Linked DNA regions of Mus musculus: region 1 is linked to region 2. Evidence: chromatin contacts called from public HiChIP or PLAC-seq data. All regions are on one chromosome and are shown on one strand. The core of a region is the stretch at or near the end of the contact, and the rest is flanking DNA. Distances in the headings are between cores, read along the strand shown.

What was found. HiChIP or PLAC-seq counts read pairs in DNA pulled down with a chosen protein or histone mark.
Region 1: a contact with region 2 is called in an HNF4G HiChIP or PLAC-seq map of pancreatic cancer cells. The contact joins two enhancer-like sites. A contact is called at or near these places in 3 of 39 promoter capture datasets (embryonic stem cells, liver and pre-B cells), 3 of 484 Hi-C or Micro-C datasets (cardiomyocytes, cerebellum and microglia) and 3 of 115 datasets of contacts at active chromatin or transcription factors (microglia, neural progenitor cells and pancreatic cancer cells).

Annotation. Positions count from the first base shown.
Region 1 is chr8:26,686,609-26,693,486 of GRCm38.p6, forward strand. The region is part of intron 2 of Gm32098 (a long non-coding RNA gene); the gene reads right to left. Among named protein-coding and RNA genes, the nearest start is that of Gm32098, 8.6 kb to the right of the region's middle. Within about 2 kb of position 3,528, at least 43 of the 459 cell types and tissues checked have an H3K27ac peak or open chromatin away from gene starts, as enhancers often do. A contact at or near this core is called in microglia and pancreatic cancer cells, where this site is marked.
Region 2 is chr8:26,885,501-26,892,541 of GRCm38.p6, forward strand. No RefSeq gene overlaps it. Among named protein-coding and RNA genes, the nearest start is that of 2310008N11Rik, 65 kb to the left of the region's middle. Within about 2 kb of position 1,826, at least 104 of the 459 cell types and tissues checked have an H3K27ac peak or open chromatin away from gene starts, as enhancers often do. A contact at or near this core is called in microglia and pancreatic cancer cells, where this site is marked.

The DNA of each region.
Region 1 (6,878 bases), core at 2,278-4,777, 200 kb before region 2:
GAACCAAGAAGACTCAATATGTCTGAACACCACTGGGGAGTCGGGGGAGGCATCTGGGGCCAGTGCACATTTGAAGGTGTTTCCTGAAAACCCCACACCTTCCAGAGGAGTGTGCTGGCCTTTTGTGTCTCTTCTATCTCCTTTCTGCCCATGTCACAAGGTGCTGGGACACTTGCAACTTAGGTCTAGAGTGCCCTTGTCATCTGCTCATATAAATGATGCCATCCTTACTAGTAAGCTAAAACAAAGGTGCCAAGTGGCAGGGTTAGCACCAAGAGTTCAAGCACAAGTGTTTTCTATGAGAGGTCAAAGTTCACCTCATATGGGCACCTGGGCTAATAGCTATGGATTAAGGGAGACCACACAATCAATTTTGCTGGCTTTTTTCATTCCTGGTAAGCTTCCTACTCCTTGTGCTCTTTGATTGTAAAAGCATTCCTCTTCTGCTTTGGGGAATTCAAATTCCTTTGCATCTGCGTTCACACCCCAGAGCAGTGTGGTACTCCTTTTATTTCTGCTAAGTGCTTCCCAAGGAAGGGCCATCTCTGAACAATAGCCTAAGTCATCTTTGGGCATGTATGGCATTGGTTGTTTTGGTGTTTGTTTGTATTTCCTCTTTTGAAGATGGCTTTTTTGTTTTCTTGTTTTCTATTTTTGAAAGTGGCTTGGTTGCATTCTGCTGCTGGGCCAGAAGGGGGAGGCTGAGGGAAGAGGATTCCTGTATATGGAGGGAGGAGAAACTTGGAAAAGGAGGAGGGAGGAATAAGGGGATCTGGGGAAGAGTGAGGAGAGGGGAGGACTGAATGAAGCAGATTCCTAAGAATCTGTGAGGAAATCAGCTTGGGGGAGAGCAATGAGGAGGGGGAAGGTAGTGAGGGTAGAAGAGTTGGGGGATACATAGAAAGAAAGGGAGGAGTGGGGGAAGGAGATGGGGAGGAGGGGAGGAATGGGGGAGGGGGAGGAAAGGGGGGGAAAGGGGAGGAGTGGGAAAGAGAAGTGAGGGGAAAGAGGAGTGGGGGAAGGGGATGGAAAGGAGGGAGAGGAGGGGGAGAAGGGAGGGGAGGAGTGGAAGGAGAGGAGTGAGGGGAAAAGGGAGGAGTGGGAGGAGGGGAGGAGTGGGAGGAGGGGGAAGAGTAGGGGGAGGGGAGGAGTGGAGGAGAGTCACTGAGAGAAATGGGGAAGTTAGGAAGACAGGGGAAGAGGAGGGTATGAAATCTAAATAATTATAATAAAATAATAATTGCAGCCATCCCTTTCCTGTGCTCCATGCTCTACATACATAGCGGCACTTAATCTTCACAACAACTCCAGGAGGTAGGTATTAATATCCCCATTTTTCAGATGAGGAAGTCAAAATGCCAGGAACAAAAAGCCTTCAAACTTTCAATTTGTGCACTAATTTCCAGGCAGCCGGTTTGCCAGGCTCTCCCCAGTCATTTCATAAGTAAATACTGGCAGCCTGGATTTTTTTTTTTTTAATTTTTAATGTTCACTATTCCAAGCTGCGGGTCAGTAACAGAATACGTGGGAAGTCTTTAGAAACAGCAATGAGAGCTTTGGAAATGGCACCACTGAAAACCACTGCTTCCACACTGGGCTTCATTCAGAGTTCAAGGCTGTACATTTTTCTCCCACACAAATTCAACAGAACGAGAAACCACAGGAATTGAGTGTTTTCCAGGTCTGATCTGGGGAGTCTGAACTTTCAGAAACAAGCACCAGGAGAAATATATTTGAAACTACTTCTCTAAACAAAACAAAACAAAACAAAACAAAACAAAACAAAACAAAACAAAACCCCGTAACCTCTCAGCTTCCAGGCTTCTGGGTCTTTGAACAGCTTGGGACTTTTAGCATACACCACATCGCTGGTGGCAGTGAGCAAAGAGTCAACAGTATAGACATTGTGGTCAAGTTCCTGATGGGACTTAGACTTGTTAGAATCTTCCAATTCAGGCACTTGTTTTTATCCAGATCAGGTATCACGACCAAACACCTCCAGCCCTGTTCCTCCACAAACTCCACAGATGGCTTCTAAGCTCTGGGAGTGTCCAAATCCCTGTATCTCTGTTACCAGACTGCGTGTGCTCCCCGTATATACCCTACAGGGCTTTCTATAAAGTAAGTATCCTGAAGGAATAGATAAATGAACTGCACAGTCTGTCTTGCTCTACGCTTAAGGTTTGAGGTTTTACGGGGGGGGGGGGGATGCGTATCCTTTTCCCCCACTGTATTTCAATTGAATTTGTCAAGAGCCTCTGTGTTGTATTTTTCCAACATGAATCACTGATGATCTAACAAATTAATTACCCATCCATCCTGCCCTGTTTGAGTGAGGTCATGGGAGAATGGATGGGTTCTGCTGACCTCCTCTGGACTGGAATGTCACAGCCCCCATTTAAGGACTCAAGTTCAATACCAAAATTGCCAGTTTAGGTTAGAATCAGACCTAAATGTATCTTATTATACACAGAGGCGCACAAATGCAATATGTCATCTTTAATGGTTCAGAACAGAGCCTAAAAAAATAGTGTCCTAGCCCAGATGAGTTTTATAGCCTTTGATATATGGCTTTCATTATTAACAATAATTTCTGTAACTGCATCCAAATTCGGGAGGACACATGATGAATATTAATTGTATTTTTTTATTTATTTTCTGCTCCCACTGGCTCCCTCTAGGGCAGACCTGCAGCCCCAGTGTCTTGGTCAGCCCTGAGATCTTACATTGTCCTGTGTGGGATTCTCATGATTCTGGGCACAGCCTACTTCTGCTTCTAAGAGTATCATGCACTGAATTTTTTTTTCTTTTTCACTGGAGAACAGGGCCTCTACTCACTGGGTTTTCTTAGCTCCTTTTATTTTACAAAGATTCCCCCCTCACACACCCTTTGTCATTATATTAAAATCTAATTGCAAGACGACTCTCCTCACCTAAGTCATCAACAAAGACCAATTATTTCTAATGCATGCAGAAGCAGGGGACGTGTGGAACAATAAAAAGGCATGCGGTAACCTAAGCCTTTTTCACAGTCAGGCTTCAAGTTCACATGTGAATTTATGCCAGTTTTGACATTAGCCGAAAAAATTAACAGTTCTCAAAAATGAAACTCTCACAAAAGGGGTTTTGTGTTTCAAGCAGAATAAATTATAGTGTGATGTTATTAAAACACTTAGTTGTTAAGTTGCCAAGAAAATCCAGTATATTCACACAGACTCGAGGACCTGTCTCCATGCAAAGTAATTAAATTAGATTTATGGGCTGCATTACATCAGTGTTTGATAGTTCATTTTTCCTTTCTTCATATTTTGCCCTGCTTTATTAGAGCATGTGACAGATGGTAAAAATAGTGTGAAGTTTCTTGGCCCTGTGCTAAATCCCCTTTCGGTTGTATATCTCTCTCCTGTCAGCTCTCCCCAGCGATGATAAATTAACCTCTCTCTTTGTATCCCAAGTGTGGCAGTAAAGCTCTCTTTTGACACAGCACTATCACTTCATCTTAATCTGTGCTGTTTCGAGGAGAGAGGAAGATGTTGCAATCGCTACCACGAGTTTAAAGAGAAGATTTATTGTGTCAGAAAAAGGGAGGATGATTAATATAATATGCATCATTATATTTTTCATTTCGTCTCATTTGTTGCCTTCTAGTTCGCAGGGGTGGGCCACCTTCCAGATTGGCATTAGCCTCCAGCCCTGCCTAGTGGGCTGAGCCTGGGGCTAGCAGGAAGAAGGTGACCATCTCCCTTCTACCCTTACCACACCACTGTGGAAGAAGTCCGGGTTTTCTCTCTGGTGACTGGAGCCAGCTTCTTGCCTTTACCAAAGATCAGCAGCACCTGGGTTGACTGACCCAAGCCTGCCTTGTAAGCAGGGGACATAAATAAGGTTGCAAGCTATTGTTTGAGGTGCACCACAAAACTAAACAAGAGGTGAGGTCATCAAAGTCCCCGGAGACACCGCTGGCAGGAACAGAAGAAACGGTGTCATAGGAATGTCTGAGCAAGGAGAAACATATTGTTATGATTATTTCTCTTATTTATAATAAAGCTAAAGTCTCTTTGAGCTGCTCCTTGGCTGTGAATTGCTTACATCTGTAAACTGACTTTATTTATTCTGCTCAAAAGGCTTTCATTAAATATCACATACTTGACAGATACCATGCATGCAAAAGATGAATTGAAAAATCTCTCCTGCTCTAGACTGTGGATACCCATTGGCCTACTACAGAGCCTGTCTCACTTTCCCACCTCCTGGCACTCAGGGTACCAGATAGGGAGTCAACCCAAGGAGAAATCCCTACAACAGGAAGGTTCTTCAATCACAGAGACCAGAAGCATTGCTGATTCTATGAGCATAACTAGAAATGTGATGGGAAAATAGTCAAAGCACAATGAGTGACCACAATCCAGTCTTTCTGATGGAAAAACCTAGATTGTTCAGAATTTGCTGCAAATGAGGTAACCGTATTCCAGACAATTGAAGTATCTTCATCCGATACTAGAAGGACCAAAGAGCAGCCCTGACCTACATATTCTTACCTACTCACCCACTGCTTCCCATCTCACCCCTCTAGGGTGCCATCTGCCCTCTCACCCAAGAAGGGCATGACACCTGTGTTTGTAGTCTGGGCTGTACTTTGTGGCCTTAGTTGGTAATTGATGGGACCGGACATGTGCTCATCAGGATTTTTTTTCTACTGGTAATACGAAACAGAGGGAGAAAAGCAGCTAATGGGCAGGAAAGAGAATGAGCGAATTCAAGACATGAGATGGCTACAAAATGCTGTAAGAACACAAAACGGGGATGCTATGGCAGAGGCAGATGTGAAAGACTGAAGACAAAAGATGCAATAAGGACTTCCTGGGCCCCGATGCAGTCTTCCATACACTCCTGTTCTTAGGACCCACCTTGGGTCTTTCAAATAAACCACCCTTCATTGCTTTGGTTTTTACGATTTTTTTAAATGATGTGCCTACGTGGGCTGTGTGCACATGAATGCAGATGCCTGTGGAAGCCAGAAGAGGTCGTCGGATCAACCAGCGCTAGAGGTACAGGCAATTGGGAGCCATCCCTGGTGGGTGCCAGGAACCAGACGCAGACCTCTGCAAGAGCAATAGTCACTCTTCACACTGAGCTACTGCACCGGCCACACATTTTGTTCTTCAAGCAACCTCTCTATTTTCTGTTTCTTGTAGCTTAGTCTTGGAGCACCTCTGTTTCCTACAAGTCCTTAGCACCATTCTTCTCTTCCACCCAAACTGATTTCTTTTGCATCACACAACCATGCCTTGGATGGGCCTATATTCTCAATGTCCCTTTACCCCAAATGTTCTCTCTCTCTTTCCCAGGATCAACACTGCCTGTCTTGGGTGCCTCCTGGAAATTGCTCCAGCCTTTGCTAATTATCTCTCCCTTGGGTTTCTCTTAAATAATCTATAAAACAGCATTTAACAACTAATTGTATTCTGTAATGTATGTTGTATTATGATACTAACCTTGTCTCCCCTGCTCAAACAAAAACCTGTGAGTTTGTGAAGGGCAGCAATGAGCCTAGCATTGTCAGTGCTAACACCTGAGGCAGGGGATGCATCCCTCAGATGGATTCCTGCATCTAGTGCTGCTGAGAAGAAGGAGATAAAAAAGCAGGAAAGCTGTAGTTTAGATAGAGCCAGAAGTGTCCTCTGCCTCTTGCTTCTCCTCTGTACTATAGAGTTTTCCTCTCTGAAGTGAACAGGGTATATGACCCCATGTTCAGCAGGATGACAGAGCAAAAACACTGCCCTGGGACACGAGAACTGTGGTTCCATTTACAAGACGATCAAATTTATGACTGCCAGAAAGGAAAAAAAATTAGGGTCCTCTAGCAGCGATCTGGGGTGATATGTCTCAACCCAAACTTTGGATGAACTAAGCATGATTTCAACTTAATTTCGGAAATCTAAATATATGGAATGCATTAGCTGATTTTATTTTTGGCAGCAGACTTAACCATTCTAATCATGTTTTGCTCCAGCGAATTTTAAAATTAGTTTGCATTTCCTAAGCACACATCAGCTGAGGGCTAGGAGGAGGAGAAGCGAGGGGGGATGCTAGAACACTTGGTGGAGATTAAAACTTTCTTGGCAGATGCTTCATCAAATGGATAATCCACATAAGGTATATGGAAGCTGACTCGAGTTGAGGTCTTGGGCCTGGAAGGATGTGATTGGAAAATGAGTGTTGTTCCACCGACTCATGTAATAATAAAGTGTTGAGCTGAGGTAGAAGGAAGGTGCCACTGACTGCCTGCATTTCTTCTGGAAAAAGCTCTTGGCTAGATACAAATCCACATTTTCTGCATGGTGGTAAGTGACCTCTACTTATTTGCAGACTTGATTAATATGTCATTCTTCCTAATGAAGTGGCATTATTACGTGAATAAAAAAAATCTGCTCCTTCTGAGAACTTGGTGCTCTTTCCCAGCCTCGTCCCTGTCTCTAAGTCTCAAGATGGATGACATAGGTCAAAAGACTTTTCCGAAGACTGGCAATAGTGATTGCCTTCTGTAGGATTGTCTACTGTGTACTAGAAACCTTATGTTTTAGACAGGACAGCCTTAGAACGATCCTGAACGTCCAGTTGACTAGTTCCCCCTACCTCCCGTTGTATATCTGAGAACACTGAGTCAGGATGCAGTCACATTGTGCTGCTTAAGCCAGTGCTCACCTGAAGTACTATGACTCAAGAAATATAGCCTTTGGCCTGGGCAATGGGACAGTGAGGCTTCAGTCACAAGTCCCCTTTAGGGGTAGGGGAAGGACTTAAAGAAAGACAAAAGGAGCATGTTACCCAGGCCCCCAGGATTCTTGTGCCTCTTGATAGGAGCACAGCTCTTTGGT
Region 2 (7,041 bases), core at 576-3,075:
CTAAACTTCCGCAGCATTGAGGAAGTTAAACCTCACACATGGGGTGCTGCCATCCACTCAGGGCCATAGAACAGTGACTGCTGTCCCACAGTCCTCGTTCTCTATCCTCTAGCCCTTCCTGTCAGCCTGTCTGCTGCAGGAAGTCGGTCCTGTGGATTCTCGGGCCACCAGAAACAGCAAAGCTGCCTACCAACACTGCTGTTTTTGCAGATTAGGAAATGGAGAGGGTGCAATCAGGCAAGCATGCTTGAGAAGGGGGACAGATGATGAGGCTGAGGCCAACTCTCTGTTGACCTTCCAAAGCAGCGGGTGTCTTCTGGGATCCCTGGCTAGCAGGACAATGGACTGTGCATGCACCTGAAAGCACAGTGGGACAAAGCAGGTCGTTGGCCCTAGGTCCTCAGCAGCCTCCATTTCCACAGGCCCGGGGCACTTGGCAGGTACCACTGAGCTATACCCCTAACCTTTGATTAACACACACACTGGAGGATTGCCACCATCCAGGGATGGAGGGCATCTGTTGGACAGTTTGCCTTCTCAGCCCCACCCTGAGATGGTCCTCTGTCTGCTCAGCCTCCTAGAACAAGACACACAGACACTGTCCTGAGCAGCCCTCCTTCCTGAAGTTCTGGGTGAGCCTTCCCAACTCAGTCAAGACATTCACAGTTACACATTTTACAGAGACAGAAATTGAGAGTCAGTGACGTCAGCCAACCTACCCTAGATACACAAGGAGATGAAGTGGCAAATCTAGAGAGTAAACCCCAGACCCTGAAGTTCTAAAGCCTCTGTTTTCCTGGGACAGCACCCCCAGTTTCCCATCATGCTTTTCTCTCCCAGTGCTTTTGAAGGTGCTTTCCAGTTTTGTTTGGTTTTGTTCTCTTGCTTCTTTACAGTTCCATAACCCCTTTGACGACTTTGCTTTGCTTCATTTTTTGGTTGTTACTGGGTTCTTTTGCAGTATTGAGATGGCCCCAGGACCTTGTGCGTGCTAGGCAAGCCTTCTTTCTGCCCCTGAGCTCTATGTCAACCTGGATTTCTGAGCTTCCGGGTCTGGCCTAATGAGTCCTCTGACCATCCCCTTACTCACCAACAGGATACTGCTCTGTCTACTGCATCACCCTCCGGGTCTGAGATACGCTTGCAAAATTGTTCTCTCTCAAGGGCCTGCCCATCCTAGGAAACCTGCCCTGTTTAATGTTGAGACACCGTCCCCACCCCCACCCAAGTGAGGGCCCAGGCTATAATGCCAGGCCTCCTGGAAATACCTCCAGGTTTTCAGAGCAATGGTAACACAGAGCGATTGACCTTCACTTTCCTTTTTCTAAGCTGAGGATATAAATGGGCACATCCCTAGGCTCTGTCTGCAATCCGATGAGTTAACACGGCAGAGTCTACTCATGGTTACTACACTGCACGTTGCTGAACAAAAGCAGATGCCTACGGGCCTTCAAATTTTTAAGTCACGGGACAGAAACCCAGTCACAGCTCAGCAAATTCTAAGACAGAAAAAGTAACTTCCTCCCAAAGTCAGAGTTATACCACGGAGTGTGAGCGTACAGCCCTTGAATACCTCTAAGGACGGGGACCTCACTGCCTATCAGGGAGATTATCCCACTATTAAGTACATTTTATTTTGTTGTATCCTTCAATCTGATACAGCTTCCACCTCCAGCCCCAAGTCCTGCTCCCTCCCCCTGACAGCTGAGGTCCACATTCTTCACACTCTACCCTGGGCAGCCCCGGCTGTGTAGGGTGATTCAGAGTGGTTTCCAGGGTAATGGAAACAAACCTGGCACATTCCTCTCGGTGCCTGCACCTTCCCTCTCCAAGCCTCAGGGCCAGCATACCAGTAAGCAGCCTTGCTGACAACTCCCAGGCCACACCGTTCAGCCTGGGGTGGGGCCTGGTGACAAAGCAGAGCAGACAGTAAGCTTCATGGATGTCCTCAGAGCACGTCCTAAATCAGGGGAGGGAGCTGCCTAGAGTCTGCCGTAATGCCACAGGACAGTCAGGGGGGCTGGGTGCAGGCTTATGGGTGTGCATCTGTAGGAGACATGAAGATGTCTTCAGGCCATTTTTAAGGGCTTCCAGTTCGGGGTTAAGTATTGCTATCTTGCTCCGTTCCTTCATGCAAGGAAAAGTTGATGGGAGAAATAAGACTTGCAAAGCTTGATGTGAATGGGGCTGGCAGACTTTTATGGTAGGGAGGGAACATACCAGGGAGACTGAAGTTTCTGGCAAATGAAAGACAGGGCATGACGGGTCAAGTCTGCCAGTCAAACTCCTCCGCCTCTCAGCCTGACTGCAGAGATTAAGGGCGAGATGACTAGAACTTGATACAGGGCCTGCCACACACCAAGCACTGCCCCTAAAACAACCTAGTTGAATTTGTTCAATCCCACCCACATTCTGAGAGAGGTGGCTGTGATCCTCATTCACAAATAAAAAGATTGGGTTGGAGAGAGGGGCTGCTGTCTGCCTAAAATCACATAGCTAGAAAGTGAAGTATCAAATCATTCCTACTGTAGGACCAGACCACACTCCCTCCTGGTGCTATACATGGCCTGAGGGCCCTAGCGTCAGGCTAGAAGTTAGTCCAAATATGCATACACATGCACGTGAGCACACATGTCTGTAGGTTCACAGAGTCTAGCCTGAAACCAGGGCCTTGGAGCAGGCTGCAGGAAAGCAAGCTGCATTGAGGTTAGGAACCTCAATGGGTTTCAACCAGTCCTTATACTCTGCCTTTCAGTTCCTCTCTGACCTTCAGTTCCTTCCTCTGTCAAGTGAAGGTACCAACACCCACCTTTCCTGTGTCTGGGCAATGAGTCACTATTTGTAAATAAGTCACAAATGTGGAGGAGCTGCAAAGAGTCTAGACAGGCCATGAGAGGCCAAGGCGTGGATGAGGAAAACCTTGGCTCAGTGTACCAACACACCTCTGTCATTACAGCCTTCGGGATGCTGAGGCTGGAGGATCTTGAACTCACAGCCCAGTCTGGGAAACAGAGTGACGTTTATCCCAAAAGAAGTGTTTTTAAATGGGGGGTGGGGGGTGGGGGGCGGGGGGGTGGCAGTGTTTCCAGGTGAAACTTTCCCAGCCTTTCCAAGGCAAAACAGGCTGGAAAACAGAAAGAAAACCAGACTGCGGTCTTCAGGGCTTCTCTGGGGCAGTTCCGGGTTTTCCCAGTTGTTTAGAGGTGTTAGGCTAAAGGTTCTAGGCTGCTCATTATTCCCTGAATCACTGTGCCGAAGGGCAGGGTGGACAGGGTCCAGCCTCCTTCCCGCTGGTGGCCTCAGAGGAGTCTCAGGAGTAGAAGTGAGCCCAAGTCACTGCAGCGCGTTCTGCAAAGGAGATGCAGGCCTTCCATGAACGACGCGGCGAGATTTGGAGGGAGGTGGTACTCTGTGTCTGCAAGAGGGCAAGAGAACAGACCTACAAAGAAGTGGCAGACTTTATCTTCCACGCCTAAGGCCCAAGCCCCATCACACATCAACATGTCTGTACCCAACGTGTGAAACACACCTCCTAAACAGAACTGTTTTCATTCCGCAATTAGGCTGGAAAGAGAGAGAAATAGAGAGACAGACAGACTCCACTGGTATCTGGCAAATGCCAGGGGTTCCTCTCTTGCTAGACGCTCAGGGGGCCTGCTGGTTTATCAGCAAGGATCTGGGATGTTGCCTTCCATCCCACTGTGGAAAGAGACAGAAAACCTACATGCAGCCAGCTCAGCTGCTGTCACCAGACACCTGCCATGAACAGGTCCCCGGGGAGACAGGAGGATGGATTGCTGCAGCCCCTACTCAGGGGATTGGCTGTCAAGTCTAGGTGGGGGTAGAAAGTAAACAAATCACCCTGGTAAATGGAGTTGTGGTCAGCCCTAGCATCCAGCGAAGTGCTGCAGAAAGCTGGGAGAGAAGATTGTGCCTCAAAGACAAGAAACGTGTCTGGGTTTCTGAAATATTCATCGAAAGCCTTAAAAAAAAAAAAAAAAGGTCATGGCCTTTGACCTTGAAACCCAACTTCTAAGGATCAGTTCTGAGGACATCTTCAGAAGCGTGCAAGAAGATTCATGTGCAAAGTCATATTTGTGCTGTCTACATTGCGGAAGAGCCCAGGAAACAAGGCAGGTCATGAGTGCAGCCTATGAGAGCCAGGCACAACAGGGAAGGTTTTCAGAGTGAAGAGAAGGTGCGAAGATGTTTGTGGCAAACCTGAAAGAAGCCAGACCCTCCACTCAGAGGAAAAGCATCAGCAAGGAACGTGACAGCCAAACCTTGTGGCTTTCAGGCTCGGGCTGGCCTCTGAGGTCCACGCTAAGGCCTCGGGAAGTGGAACAATAGAACATGACTGTGTTTTCCAGAAAAGCACACAGAGGGTGTGTGTTCTGTCCACAGTGTGTACACGTGTTAGCATGTACTTGCAGTGTGTGCGTGTGTTCACATGCATTTGCTCATTTAATCTTTCCCATCTTGCGATTAAGGAAAGCTGAGACCCAGGCTGAAGTGCAGCTACTAGAAAGCAAAGTCATTCTACTCGGGGACATTAACCTAGTGCCACAGCTGAAGAGGACTGAGTGAGGCTGTTAGCAGCCATGACCAAGGTCAGGTAGGGAAACAGAGGGCAGTGCTACCCACGGAAAAGAAAGGCCATATCAGTAGGAGTCGGTGCTAGATGAGAGTGAGGAGGTGTGGGGAGGAAAATGGGGAAGGAGGGGTCAGGAATAACTCCTGGACCTCTGGATTGCACTTCTCAGATTTGGGGAAAAGCATCAAACACATAGATGTGCAAGCTATATGTGCACCCACGACATCAATGCCATACAAAGGCTTAGAGTGTCTATTAAACAGAGGATGGACAAAGATGCAGGAAATCAGTGACAATGGCTGTTTGGAATGGGATGATGGTGGCTTCTTTTCTTTTCTTTTCTTTTTCTTTTTCTTTTTTTTTTTTTTTTTTTTTTTTTTTTTTTTTTTTTGAAACAGGGATACACTATTTCCCCGATCCGAGTAAAGCTGTTTCTGCTTCGGAATGACGGGTGCATCTGTGTGTGCAGTGTGTACTTGACTGCCCTCCGGCTGCTGTGTGTTCACAAACCGCCTCCATCCCTTCCAGGTCTTCAGGCCTAGCAACACTTTCTTGTCCCCGAGGTGGGTAGGTGGGCAGTGATAAAGAAACTTCATCCCCCTGAGAACAGCGTAATGTTCTCAGCCCAGAGGCTTCTATAGAGACACCAAGAGTAGGCACACCCTGCACTCCACTGAGAAGTCTGCATCCCAACTGGGTTGGACCAAGGTCATGATTTGGAGACAGCCACGGGGATCTTGGAAATAAAGTCGGATCCCTGTGAGGCTCAACAAGGGGTTCAGAGGAACCCCTGGAAAAGACGTTCCACCACCTGGCAAGGGTCAGAACGATACGGGATATCTCCATGACATTTGAAGAACTCCTTCTGGGTTCTAGAAAGAACGGTAGCCACCACAGAGTCATCAGACTCTAACTCACAGTCATGCCAGGCGATAATCATGACAACCAACTCCCAGGGTCATGAGGTCAAACAGCCCTGAGTGGGGACCACGGGGCCTGGCACACCACTAAAGCGTTATCTGTGACATTCGTAGTCATGGTTAAATATGTGAATGGGACAATAACCTCTTAAATAACTGCTTGTCCATGTGCCCTTACAAACACAGCACGCTGATAACTACAGCTGAGGACCATCAGTCACCTACCAAACGATTTCACTGGAACCTTGTGTTCATTAATTACTTCATAACAAAAACAAGCTAATTTTTACTGTCCAGTTCTTACAGGTGATAAAAGTGAGTCCTGAGTGTCCGATTGTCTCCTGGAGACATACATATATTAATAAGCAGTGTTTGAGGCCCAGTTCTGAGCCAGATGCTCCTCCACTGGCCATGCATGTCCCCAGGACACCCAACATTCATCTACTGAGCCATAAGCTCGGATTTGTGCACTTCCCATAAGGCCATTGGTGAGGGAGTCGCTAAGTAAAGAATCAGGTAGGCCAATAAAATAGGGCTCTTCCCTCCAAGCATGGTGGACCATACCTGTCATCCCAGCACTCAGAAAGCTGGGGCAGGAGAGCCTTGAGTTCCAGACCAGCCTGTGCTACACCTAGCAAGACCTTCTCTCAACGCAAACCGAAAGCTAGCATACATACATGCTTGCTTTAGTCTATATTATCCCCTGCTTTTGGCTGGGGCTGAGATCAGAACCACTTGTCTGCTAGCCTGCCAGAGCTACACCATGCCCTGAAGACCAGCCGCCTTAGCAGATCCTAGGTCCAAGAGCCCCCAGGCCATTGTCATGTCAACCTGGCAGAAAGAGGGGAAATATATGCACAGGGACAAGGAGGGGAGATGAACACTAAACCCCAGCTCTGAGATCTTCCAAACCTCATCTGATCTCAGCCAACTAGCCTGTCCTCCGCTGAGGCCACAGGCTGCTGCCAGCCCCGGCCTGGCTCTCTGCCAGCCTTCAAGTGTCGCCTTTAGCTTGGAGAACTCAGCAGCTCTGAGGTACTGACCTTCCTGCCAGAGCCATGGCTGACACCTGTCACAGGCTTGAGTACTAACGACAGGCCCGAATGAGTGGCATGGAGTTTAGCAGCTGCACGAGTGGCGTGCCCTTCGAAGGTCAGTGGTGCACATTTTCGCAGCCTCGGGGGAGCACAGGGGCGGGGCCCATCACCCTTCAAGTCAAGCAGGTGGCTCCATTACTTGCACTGAAGGCTCCCCCAGTCAGACATGTAATTGACATCCCTCTGGGATTTTTTTTTTTCTTTTGTTCTATGGAACAGAAGGAAGAGAAGAGAAAGGAAACTGTATTTGCCTCTGGTAGACCTGCTGACCTGCCCAGGACAGTTTCGTGGGCCCTCCTGACAGTTCAGGAGGGGGCTGTAGATCCCAGGGGGTTCTTCCTCCCACCAACCGTGAACCCTGCCCCACTCGCTCCTGGAGGCTAAGTCCACATTCTGTGCTGAGCTCCAGAGAGCAGCTTGTCCTGCTGGA